Regions from separate parts of the Gossypium hirsutum genome. Here all the other regions are linked to region 1. Evidence: chromatin contacts called from public Hi-C data. All regions are on one chromosome and are shown on one strand. Each heading gives the region's core, a stretch centred on a gene start, on an enhancer-like site or on the middle of the called end of the contact. The rest is flanking DNA. Distances are from core to core; before and after follow the strand shown.

Region 1 (4,797 bases), core at 2,199-4,698:
ACAAGTGATTATAAAGCAATGGAGACACTGAATGAAAAGTGAATTTACAATTTCATATTTTCAATCTTGGGAGTAATTTCTAATAAGGTTTCCATTGATGTAGGAATCAGAAGCCATTAGCAGATGGTTTGGAGCTTGATCTACAAATGGGAAGTGGACATTGAAACCTTTTTTACTGTTGGTTTGAATTAAAAGATTCTGCTTGTTTTGTAGTGTACTTTTGAACATTTCAGTTGGGACACTGGTTTATGAATGAAAATAAATTTTCCATGTAACTCAATGGGTAAGACTTGTAAGGGAAATAAATACTCTGTGTTGCTGAATATTTGCTTTGTTTAGCCATCATGTTGTTGCCTTGTATTGGGTAAGACTGGTTTTGAACATTTATGTTGCTGTTGTCTCTCCTTTCTTCTTCTAATTAAGCCACCCCTTATTTGGGAGAAGTAGGAGTGTGCATTTGATTGGTTTGAGTTTAATATATCAAAAACCAAATAAATTGACACTCTTTTAAAATGAATCGGCACCACATGACTGGATTGAGCCTTATCAAGGAGAAGCATTGTTGGTTAAGATGAAGTTTTGGGCTTTTGAGTATCTAAATATGAGTGTTAGCATATGCAAAATTGTAACATTTGGGTCTTTAGTCCCAACATGTGCATCTATGTCATAGATGGGTTTTATTCGGTTTGTCTGTTGTGCTTGTATTAGTTTGATTCTACCTGTAGTTGCCTAGGTATAAAATTGAGCTTGTATTGTATTTCTAATAGTAGAAACTTAAAAAAAAGATCGTTATTATTGTAATTACAAAGTTTCATGAATATTTCTTTTTGATACCGGAACAAGCATTAAGTGAAACGCCAAGACAGATAAGGGAAAATATAGTGAAATGTAGCAGTAGCAGTAGCAGTAGCAGATGATGTGCCCGTAGCCTTGCTTCCATTAGTAACTTCGTAGCCATATAGACAAATTAAATTTTGGATTGGTTTGTTATTTGGATTTAAATTTTAGGTTCAGACGGATTTGATACGATTTTAGATTTAGATATGAATATGTATTTAATATTTATTAATTAAAAATATACCAATTCATTTGTTTTAAAAATGCAAAATCGATTAAAAAAATTGAATAATCAAAGAAAGATTTAGGTTTGAAATTCGGAAATAAAAGGATTCTAAATAAATAAAATCAAACTTATTTTATTTTGATTTAATTGGTTAATCCATATTTTGGTGTCACTTAGTTAAAAGAAGTGGTAAAATCCATGGCCAGAAGGGAATAGCACGAAGACTAGGGAGCAGCACAAAGTGAACTGACTTCCAACAAAACCAAGTTTAGAACTTTATTAGACAGAAAAAAATTGAACAATTAAGTTTAATATATACTTATTTCTCAAGCAAAAATCAAACTTGATTGTCACGGTTGAGATTTTTAGTAATAGAACTTAAAAATTCAATTAACTGGTAAATTATTTAAAATTAATTAAATTCATGTCTTTTAACTATTTGTTTTTATTTAATTTATATTATACTTAAAAAGAACATTAACCCTAAAGTATAAAATAATTATCTTAAATTCACTAACTGAATTGATAGAAAAAATAGCTAAAAAACCATATTTTCTATTTTGAAAATAATTTTATTTAAGTATTAACATTTTTAATTTTTTCATCAGAAATTATCAAAATATGATTTAACAAAATTTTTAACCGAAAAATTACCTAATGTCAGTGATAATTGAATTGAATTTTTAATTTCTAAAAATACAAAAGCTAAAACTCAAATTTTATGTAAATGCAAGGACTAAAAACAGATTTTAACCTTTATTTTTTCACCAATAGGTAAACCTTTATTATTTAAAAAAATGCTTAATTTAATTTTAAATTAAAAATAAATAACTTTTTAATCGTATGTACTCATAATCTAATACAAGCTGGAAGATTGAAAGTTGAAAAGGGCATATCATGAAATCAGCCACAAATTCAGAGAGCAAACATATCAGACATCTAAACGAACCAAGTCATATTAGATTCAACATGTAGCCAATTTACAATGGCAAAGCATCACATTGCCTCTCTACTAACACACTCAGAAACCAAACACCTAATCTGAATCTGATTCAGATTTATGATCATCCGCATTTGCTTTCTCTTTTCCTTCAGCTTCCTTAACAGCCTTCCCAAAGGCATCAACGGGAATCGATGGTAAATACCCAACCACAGGATAACCTTTTCCGCTCTTCTCCTTTAACCAACTGTTGTATTTCTCACACAAATTAGCTGCTTTGGGAACAACCTTTTCTGTCACTGAGTTGAAAGTCAAGTTGCTGTTCAGTTTAACCCACAACTTGGTCGAGCTTACCAACACCAAGTTCTTGTACTCAGCTGCAGCGTAGTGCAAAGCCCCTCGTGCTCCATTGGTTCGAGCCTCCTCTACTAGTTTCTGAGCCTTTTGGGTTGCCTTTTGGACCAAATCGTGGGCCAGGTTAACCACTTGCTTGGCTGGTGCTGGAGCATGCTCGTCAAATTTGTGTGAAACCTCATCTACCTACGGTTATTTTAATCAAATACGATAATAAAGTTAGGAATAAATTGGTTCACGCTAAACTTAACTTTCCCCATTTTTAAAATATTAGATTTAATCCTTACTCTTCCGATGAATTTCAAAATACTAAAATTACTTGCTAAACTTAAAGACGAGAAAGAACTAATCAACAGAAACTTCTGATCAAAAGTTCCAAACAGTGATTTTTTCTTAATGGGCGAATACCTTGTTATCAAGAAATCCAAGAAAATGATCAGGAACATCCTTAAATTTCCCGTAGGCGGGACCGACGGCAGTGGTAACGGCATGCTCGACGGCGTCAACGGTGGATCTCAACGGCCCCGAGTTCTGTTTAGAGTAATCGTAAAGGTTCGAGACGCAAACCAAGGCGTGGATTGTAGCCACCCTGACGAAGTTTAGGTGCTTGAGGCCTAAATTCTTGTTCTCAAACTCTAACCCCTAAAATTTTAAATCAAATCACAAACAAAAAAGCTCTAAGCTTAAATTTTGAAAATAAGGGAGAAAGGAGGAGAAGAAGAAAGAAGAGATCAAAATACCTTCTCCATGGTTGCCATCTGTTTGATGCAAGTATTCTTTGCTTCACTTTTTTGAGAGAAAATAAACGATCGTAATCTACGGTGTAAAACAAGTGCAATTTTATTTATTTTATAGATGAATTCATATGGGATGTTAGATGAGATCCAACGGTTTATATCGGATCTAAGGATATCACAATGCCAGAGCGGGCGGTTTTCCAATTTCATCTTTCTTTACTTTTCTGGGAGCAAATAGAGGATTCTAGAAGGACACGTGGAAGGATCTTACTTGGTGGAGATGCAATAATATCTAAGGGAACCATTTTCTTATTCTTGGGCGGTCTGTTGTGAGGTCCACCCATTCCCACACCAATTTTTATTCTATCTAATTGCGCTGAATATTATTAAATTATTTGTAAATTATATTTTAATTATTTAATTTTAAAAATTTTAAAATAATTTAAAAGTTTTTATTTAAGCTATTGAATGATTAAAATAATTATTGTATAACTTTTTTCGTTTGTATTACTTGCACAAATTGAAAGATTTTCTTACTCTTTCTTTTTACAGTTTAATTTTTTTTAAAAAATAATGTTGAATGTTATAAATTTCAAACTAACATTCAAAAAATATTGTTCTTTAATTTTTGACATTAATTATCAAATTAACTTAGATATAAGATATGTTATTATACTTATTAATAAATATTAATCTATTTTATTGATCATTGAAGTGTCACTTAAAATTCACTAATCAAATTTTTTTAAAAAAATTTAATAACTCAATAACTTTAAATAATTCAACCGCTTTTGTGTCTCATTTTACTTTTGGAACTCAAAATTGTGATAGGAGGGAAGCAAGTGTTGAGTCGTTAAGATTTAATTATTAGATTTTTTTTTACAAAAATATTATAATTTTATAAGTTGTATTAGGTTGTGTTTTCTATATTTTATATAAAATTGAACATATTAATATATATAGGAGAAGAATCGGAGTTGTTTAGTGTTTTGGATTGGGATGTGAACTACAGATTTAATATCAATATATTCTTTTATTATTATATTAGTGGTTAATCCTCGATATATTAATAATCAGGGTGTGCTATTACATGAAAAATTACTTAAAAATATAATTTCTCAAAAATGAACTTATAAATTTTTTTTTTATGTTCGGATGATTTGGCTTTAACAAAATTTTTACAAAATCTAAGCTTTGAACATCAAAGAATACTCGTTCAAAAAAATTCTTTCTAACATAATTTTATTTATTTTTGAATTAAATAATAATTATTTATGGTTAAATACAAATTAATTTACATAAACAACCATATGTATATATTTTAGTTAAAACATGCTCCAAATTATTGAGCAATGACCAAACACAAACACAAATTTCATTTTCCAAACAATCATAAAATTATTAATAAGTAGAAGGTAAAACATTTCCAAAATGTGAGGCATTTTATTACATGCAGAAGTAAAAAAATTGAGATACACTCTGCTATATCATCTGAGTAGCTCATGTTGAGTGACAAAATAAAATAGAACAAGACTGAAAAATTGCAAACTTTGTACTAAACACTACAACCACTTACACAACACATATAACTCATGGAAACATATAACTAACAGCGGGATTAGTACAAAGAGACAGGCAAAAACTGGCATTTTAAGTGCATTTTTAACAGCTTTAATGGCATTCCAATCAGCTTGGAACTTCTT
Region 2 (4,201 bases), core at 115-2,614, 360 kb after region 1:
CCCACTGAAAAACAATTCATAAACATCGTTTTTTCTTTATTATTTTTCTATTGTAAAAGAAGAAAGAAAGAAACGGATTATACAGAGTTAAAGAAAATCGACAACTATATAATCTACACAACTGGTGCGAACAATAAGGAAGTAAAAATCGGTGCAAAAACATATATAATTTGAATTTACAAAAAAGAAAAGAGCATGGAATTACAGAGATCGAGGGAGATATACCTGAAGAAGCAGAGGCGTGAGAGCAACGGTTAATGGAAGAGGAAGGAGAGAGAGAGCGGATCGCAACGCAGCTTCCTTGATTCCTAACTACACTACTCATTCTCTAATCTCACAAAACGTCTTTTAATCGGCTTCTCAATCTTATTATTATACAGAAAACAACGAGAGAGAAAGAGAAAGGTGCTGCTGTTGCTGTTGGCCTCAGGATTCTTATGCGAGTGAGTGAGGTAGTGGGATAAATAAGAAAAAGTCAAAACTACCCTGATTTTTTCATCATTAGTTGTTGAGAAAAATGAACAATATATAATATTAATTAATAATAAAGATATTAAAGATAAGGGTAAAGTAGAGTTTTAGAAAGATAAAAGAGATATCTCTTTTTTAAGGTTTTAACTCTTATCTATGGAGTTGTTGTATGCATCGCTTGATGAAGGCAAGAAGTCAAAAGCGGCATATTTGAATCCACATGGCAGGTCCTCCTACAAAACACTCCCGACCATGCTCTGATATAAGTCGGCGAAGCTTTTTCAACATTAAAAAAACTCAAGTCCCACTCTCCTTTCAGAGATTGAGTATCACACATCTAATCATTGGAGTACTGAAGGTGGAAGGGAGTAGACGTAACGCGTGAGTATGTGAAGTGGGACGAATCATGAAAGTTATTGCAGCTTCATGTATTTGGAAGCTCAATTAACTTGCAGTGTGATGTCTTTTATTGATGGGTGCTCTGAATTTACGATTTGATATAACTGCCACGTGGCTTTATATGGCTGATATTGAGCAAAAGGCAAATCAAATGAAAGGAAGGTTTGGCTTTGGTGGTGTTGTTTTTCTTTTGAGCCTTTTAGAGGCTGCAGGGCAATACACCAACACGAATCATGGATGTCACCCACGCTGTGCCCTACGCCTCGCCTCACTTGGCTACTGCTACAGTACAATGGCAATGTCGGGATTTACCTGCTTCTTCGCATTTAACTCGTAAAAGTTCGAATTAGTTAATGTTAATTCAGTAATCAATTAAAGAAAGTGGGTCATTTTTTAGTTTTAGGTATCCATCATTTTAGTTAAATATTTAGATGATGATTGTGTTGTTTAACTAATTATTAATTTCTTTCAAATAAAATGAGAAACAAAAGTGAAACTTAACGAATTTCAACATATTATACGCATTAACTGCTTGAATTGCTGCTTTTATTAAATACATGGGACGCAATTTCTGCTCGGTAAAAGGAAATGAATTTTAGCACATTTCATGATTATTTTTTCAATTTTCTATACTATAATTAACCCATAACTGAGTTGGTATAAATGGATTAGTAAAATCACAAAGTTTCTTTTTCGTAATTAAAAAATAAGTTAAATTATTCGAGATTAGTTTATTTTTTTAATTTAAAAAAATCATAAAAAGAATTTGAATTCATGTTATTTACATTAATAAAATATTAACTTTATCACTAAATCAAAATTTGATTTTAATATAATATTTACATTTTAATTGTATTATGCATATCTTATTACCTCTATGAATTGTATATCTATACTATAATTGGCCTTATGTAAATAAAGATTAATTATATTATTCGAGGGTATTTTAGTCTTTTACTTTAAAAACAATTAGAAATTTTAATGTGGTTCTATTTAAACTCATGCTATTTACATAAATGAAATATTAACTTTACCACTAAACCAAAGCTTTATTTTAATATAATAATTACATTTTAATTGTATTATGTATACTTGATTTACATTTATGTTTTAAATATATAAATTCTCACACGCATATGCTTGTAATAGAATTTTTAGTATTGATAATATTATTGATTGAGTTGGTATCATAAGTTGATATCAACTCAAGATTGATGACAACATCATAATAAACCAATTGTAGTACATTTGGTATTCTTAATATGACATATACGTGTTTAAATTTTATTTTATTCAATTTAATCTATTTTTATTTTAATATTGTATATATTTTATGTATTATTAATTAGTTTCAAACGATACATTTTATTATTTATTTTATGCTATTTTTAAACTAATATATGTGCTCTAAGTATATAGTTTCTACATGCATATGCGTGTGGTAAAATTTTTACTCTATATTATGTTGGTCTAATTTCTTTTATAACATAATAGTTTTTAGTTATGGATAAATACCAAAAATATAAAAAAAACTTTGACACAATTTACAATGTTATACATAATTTTTAATTTGGTGTATTTGTATTCATCAAACTTTAATTTTGTTTCAATTTTCACATTTCACTAAAAATGTTATCTATGCAGCACAATTTTCCGTTAAGTCATATATAAATTGTTGACATAACATTTTATTAGGTTAAAAAACAAACAACCAGATTTAAATTATTTTTACTTAGATTTTAAAATATATTTTTTTACACAAATAAGAAACCCTTTTCTCAAGTGTGTTTATTTTTTAATTTAAGTGAAAATAAATTAAAAAAATTTTAGCTTAATAAAATGTTATGCCAATAATTTACACATGTATTATGCCAATAATTTACACATAATTTAACAAAAAATTGTGCCATATAAATAATAAATTTAACAAAATGTGAAATTAAAATTAAAATTTAATATATACAAATGCACCAAATTAAAAGTTAATATATAATAATATTACAAAATACATAAAAGTTTAAATGTAATTTTGATATTTCTTCCTTTTTAGTTATCATAAAGAAATTTTAGTTCCTGCCTTGAATGCAAGGATTGCTTTGGGTATTTTGTTAGTAAAATGTGGAATAACGCTTAATTTTTATTAATCATGTACATCCATATATATATATACAAGTATTTACAACTAACTGCCTTGATAACTAATCCCTAACTACCAGCTAACAATTACAACAAACTCTAACACTCCCCCTCAAGTTGGAGGTTGAAAAACATCCTTAATCCCCAACTTGTACATTAAATTGTTGTGCTGTTGAGACCCTAAGGCCTTAGTCATGATATCTGCAAGCTAATTTGTAACTAATACATGCTCTGTCTGAATAAGCCCATCCTGTATTTTTTCTCGTATAAAGTGACAATCTATTTCGATATGTTTTGTACGCTCATGATAAACAGGATTTGCTGCAATCTATATTGCTGCTTTACTATCACAACACAATTCAACTGGCTTCAAATTCTGCACTACTATCTCTTGTAACAGTCCTATTAACCACACTATATCTGCTGTCACAGCAGCCATACTCCTATACTCGGCTTCAGCTGAAGACCTAGCCACTGTACTTTGTTTCTTAGACTTCCACGAAATCAAGAAACTCCCCAGTATGATGCAATAACCAGTGACAGATCTTCTCATCATTGGGCAAGTTGCCCAATCAGAGTCACAAAACGCAGCTAATTTTCCTTCATTATCAGCCTTGAACAACAAACCTTGGCCTGGATCTTTCTTGATATACCTCACAACCCTCATTGCTACCTCCATGTGAGACCGTTTTGGCTGCTACATAAACTGACTAAGATAGTGCACAGCAAACACTATGTCAGGTCTAGTATGAGTCAAGTAGATTAATCTTCCAATCAGCCTCTGATAACTTGTTTTGTTTTCTAGCAGTGCATCCTCACTTTGTATGTCTTTATCATAATCCACAGTTGTCAACTTCAGATTTTGTTCCAATGGTGTTGAAGCTATTTTAGCATCTTTTAAGCCAGTGTCTTCAATTAATTCATGCGCATACTTCTTTTGGCTCAACACAATTCCTTCCTTAGACCTCAACACCTCAATTCTAAGAAAGTACCTCAAGTTTCCCAAATCTTTCATCTTGAAGGTCGTATTTAAAACTCCTTTTAATTCCTCTATCATATCAATATCATTCCCTGCTATCAATAAATCATCCACATATACAAGTAGCACCACAGTTTTTCCTTTTAACTCTTTTTGTAAACAAAAAGTAATCATACTTACTTTGTGTAAACTCGGCTGCAAGCAAGGCCTCAGTAA
Region 3 (4,490 bases), core at 1,146-3,645, 390 kb before region 1:
ATAAAACATGTTCTCATCCACACTTGTTAGAATCTATTGGATATGCAAATCTCCTTATAACGCCTCAGAATAACTCAAAGAGTCCTTAACATGTCTCATAACTGTAGCGCGAAGCAATGCACTTTCCTGTACACCATCATGTCCCGTTGAATGGAGCACAGCTCAACATTCCCTTATCTCTCCACATGTACCAGTTCCTCAATGCCCAAAATCATAGAACTTAAAAGCTAGTGTTGAAAATCCTTTGGTATACCAATATATCCAACATAAGGGCTCGCAAAGGAGCATAAACAGAAACTTATCACATAGAGCTCGCATAGGGAACTTGCTTGAAAAACACTTGTTTAGAGAGCTCACATCTAAGTGTGTAAAAACACAATTTATAAAATCGTATCTTAAAAGAATAGCTTGAAACATAGGCTCACATAGGAGCACGCGTAAAACTTATCTTTAAAACATAATTTTAAAAACATGACTTGAAAAATTATCTTCAAAACAAAGTGTTAGAATTTAAAAATAGAGTTTTCAGAAAAACTTTGTTCTTGGAGCTTAGTTTGAAAACCGTGAGTTTTAGAAAAAAAAATAAAAGTTTGCATACACATAGCAATTCTTAACCACTCACCGATTTGACTGAAAAACTAGACAAGTTTGGCTTTTCCCTTATCCTTGCTAGTAGATGGTCCGACTGGTTCGCAATATACATAAACACACGAATTACTTAAATAGACAAAGCTTATAGAATTCACACATGCAAGCGAACCTAGCTTTCTAAACAATCAACCCGAATAGAACAAAGGCTTACCTTGGTTGCTACGAACTTGATTCAGAATAGATACTTGACAACAAAATATCGATGAGAGAATTCTCATGGAATAAGGGTCGTATTTATAGGCCTAAGTATTCTAGAAATCTTAGGATACCCTACTTGACTTAGGAACCCTAGTAGGTTTAAAAGAAGGTTACTTGTACGAAAAGTATTCCTAGATACGCAATATATTTGTTTTCTAATTTGAATCTGACTTTGACTGGCAAACCCTCAGTTCGCAACTTACTTGGCTAACACCCAGCTCGCCAAACAGACTAGAGAAACTCTAGCTCACCAAATAGACTGGCAAACTCTAGCTCACCAAACAGATTGGCTAACTCGACTTTCAATGAATCTGGCAAACCCCATTATCGCATCTATTTGGCATATATTGCAACACTGAAACACTAGCTAACTCCTTATTGATACTCTTTTGCCGAACTCCCTAGTTTGCTGAAGCACTAGCGAACTCTCACTTGCAAGGCTAAAACGTCTAGACCCGGTCTCAGGATGTTACACAAATAACAAACAATAAAGAATCCAACACATTCAAAGAACAAATAACAAACAAAGAACTCAGAATATTCAAAAAATAAAAATAAGAAAAGAACCCAATATATTCTCAAATTCAATCTCAGTAACAGATAAATAACCTAACATTTTCAACCCAAAATCATTTCAACTAGAAAAAATTTAACAACCTAATATGATAGCAAGAACCCAAAATAAGAGTTAGAACCTAAAAAGTTAAAAGAATTTAAAATTATTTGAAAATAAGAAATTTACAACCCAAAAAGAAAGCAAGAACTCAGAAAAAAATAAATAAAATACAATAATTTTAAAAACCCTAAAAATCCTATTGATCTAATGAACAGCAACGGTAATATCTCCATTTAATTTGTTAACCTGTAACTTGAAGAACTTCTACTAGGCTCCAAGAAAATAGATTCTTTGTTGTTGCATTGGCAACAACACTGCTACTGCTTCCTTTGACTCTTCAACTCTCTTTCAACCTCACTAGAAACCTTCTTTGCCTTTCATCAACAGGCGAAGAATATAATTTAGAAAACTCCATGATTAAGCATTGCTTTTTTTCGGTTTTAAAGAGATTTTCTTGGAAATACAGGGCAAATTTTGAGAAGAAGAGGATGAGAGAAGTATTTTGATGGTCGGATTGGTCGGAAAAGGCCATGGATGGCGACGACTCATGATGACAATGGCTAGGGTTAGAAGAAGAGGAATAGAGAGAAGAAGAGAAGATAGAAATAAGGAGAAATGAAAAAAAAAAGAAAGAAAAGGGGAATGGAATCGTGATAAAGAAAAGAGGAATGAGAGATGAAGAAGAAATATGAAGAAGATAGTGTGATAGCCAATGTAAGAAAAAGAAAAAGAAGTAAAAGAAGAAAAAAAAGGTACAAAGAGGACGACATATGACATCGTACAAATGGTCAGTGTCGCCACCTCAGCAAAAAAGTAATAACACTAGATTTGGGTATTAATATAGTTAATGAAAAAAAAATTAGGTATTAATCTGAGACAAAAAAAATTATAAATACAAATTCAAGAAATATAAATAAATTTAGATACTAATTTTATATTTAGCTTTTTTTTTATTTTTTTTTAAGAAAATCCTTATTTTCAAACCTTATTTTTCCAAAGCGAAACGCGTTAGCTCTTTTATGTCTCTTTGCTCCTCTACTATATAACCAGAGTAAGCCAATCGGCCGGACCTTAAACCTCTTTTTCTTTTTTTGGTTGTTTCAGTTTTAAAAAAAAAAACCTCAAGAAATGAAAAGAGAAGAGACTACAAAGAATCGGCATTTCCTCGCCGATAAAAGATGGTTTATGCCTATTACCATAGCTGGCTTTATTGCCGGGACGATACTTATCTCGAGCTTCATAAAAACCGCCGATTACTCCATACTATGTTCGCTCGCCAAAACCAGATCCATAACCGTAGAGGAATACTCCGCCTCGCCGGTCCAACTCCAAGCTATCATCCACTATGCCACTTCATCAATAGTCCCGCAGCAGAACTTCAAGGAGATCTCCGTAACCTTTGACGTACTCAAGAAACGCTCTCCTTGTAATTTCCTCGTCTTTGGGCTTGGCTACGACTCCCTCATGTGGACCTCCCTCAATCCCAATGGCAACACTATTTTCCTGGAAGAGGATCCCAAATGGGTTCAGTCTGTGCTCAAAGACGCCCCAATCCTCCACGCTCGCGCGGTAAAGTACCATACGGAGCTTAAGGAAGCTGACGATCTACTCATCCATTATCGATCGGAACCGAGCTGTTACCCGTCGAAAGCTTACTTACGCGGAAATGAAAAGTGCAGGCTTGCGTTAACGGGGTTTCCCGATGAGTTTTACGATACTGAGTGGGATTTGATAATGATCGATGCTCCTCGTGGATACTTCCCGGAGGCACCAGGGAGGATGGCGGCGATATTCTCGGCGGCTGTGATGGCGAGGAACAGGAAAGGACCGGGTGTGACGCACGTGTTCTTGCACGATGTTAATCGGCGAGTGGAGAAAGTTTTCGCCGAGGAATTTTTGTGCCGGAAGTACTTGGTGAACAGCGAGGGGAGACTTTGGCATTTCGAGATTCCACCAGCTTCGAACACTAGCAGCGATGACAGTGCCGGGTATTGCTAAAATGCGCCTTTTTAAAAATTTTAAAACAAATCTTATTTTTAGTTATTAATAAAATTATTTTTTTGAAATTTTAATTTTACTTTATACTACTACCTGATAAAATAAAATATGGACGGACGATATTGTCAGAGTTGTGATGATGAGATATACGTTTAATATAATTAAAAGACAAGATTAGTCTATTTTTGCTTTAATTGAGACAGGTGGACATGGTTTACGGTTGCCATTGCTAAAGTGGTGAGGCAAGTCATTTCACTTTAGTTTTTTCTCCTCGTACTGTTTAAATGAGTAAATGAGATAAATTTGGTAAAGTAACATAGTGGTCTTTGGAATATATTTTGTATTGCATTTTGATATAAGCAAAAGTCATTCCTTCCATTCATCGTGTTGAGCATTTAAAAATGTAATAAAAGTTATTATATATATTTCTTAAACTCCTCAATCTCTTGATGTTTCTTGGAGATAACTTTGTTTACGGACATTTCAGTTCAATTTTCCTTTGTTTCATCATATTTCTTATTGTTCTTTATGTGATCACTGAAGTAATACCTCTTGTTGCAAAACTCGGGAGCTAACTTTTTTTTTTCTTCTTCTTGATTTAGTTACATTAAAAAAATTGATGAAACAAAATACCCAATAATGGAAGCTAAGACTAATACCTCATTTCTTACCTCAAAAGTGTTGCATTTTCCGTTCGTGTGTTTTTATGCTTACCAAAAGTTTTGGGGAAAAAATTCCCTAATATTTTCCTCCAAATATCCCATACCAAAATAATCCATTAGACTTTACCAAATCTAATTATCTGTTGAAAAGGAGGGAAAATAGTGGGTAATATAAGAGAATTTTTCGTTGGAAATAACCAAGGAAAGAGATTGGATGGCTCTCATTTTGAGAGTTAAAAAAAGAGAGAAATCTTGATGATTACTTCTTTATTGTGATCAAGAATACACCTTTTAATGGCGGAAGAAACAAGGAGTAAAAATCACACATCGAGAAGTAGAGAGCAATAGATTGTAAAGTTCATTGC

The links. Hi-C and Micro-C count contacts between places; a contact is called where the count stands out from the background.
Region 2: a contact with region 1 is called in a Hi-C map of leaf, with 4 times the contacts expected there. The contact joins the promoter of LOC107886468 here to the promoter of LOC107886462 in region 1. A contact is called at or near these places in 7 of 34 Hi-C or Micro-C datasets (hypocotyl, leaf and petal).
Region 3: a Hi-C map of leaf shows a contact between it and region 1, with 4 times the contacts expected there. The contact joins the promoter of LOC107886328 here to the promoter of LOC107886462 in region 1. A contact is called at or near these places in 6 of 34 Hi-C or Micro-C datasets (callus and leaf).

Annotation. Positions count from the first base shown.
Region 1 is chrA03:92,092,137-92,096,933 of Gossypium_hirsutum_v2.1, forward strand. LOC107886462 (REF/SRPP-like protein At1g67360) reads right to left here and starts at 3,449. Exons shown (of 3, transcript XM_016810426.2): 1 at 3,098-3,449; 2 at 2,766-2,999; 3 at 2,004-2,543. The coding sequence starts at 3,304. The coding sequence ends at 2,100. It overlaps LOC121219492 (a long non-coding RNA gene), which reads left to right. Exons shown (of 3, transcript XR_005916270.1): 3 at 104-323.
Region 2 is chrA03:92,454,068-92,458,268 of Gossypium_hirsutum_v2.1, forward strand. It overlaps LOC107886468 (ELMO domain-containing protein A), which reads right to left and starts at 1,365. Exons shown (of 9, transcript XM_016810436.2): 1 at 226-1,365.
Region 3 is chrA03:91,703,056-91,707,545 of Gossypium_hirsutum_v2.1, forward strand. LOC107886328 (probable methyltransferase At1g27930) reads left to right here and starts at 2,396. Exons shown (of 1, transcript XM_016810228.2): 1 at 2,396-3,645. The coding sequence starts at 2,594. The coding sequence ends at 3,463.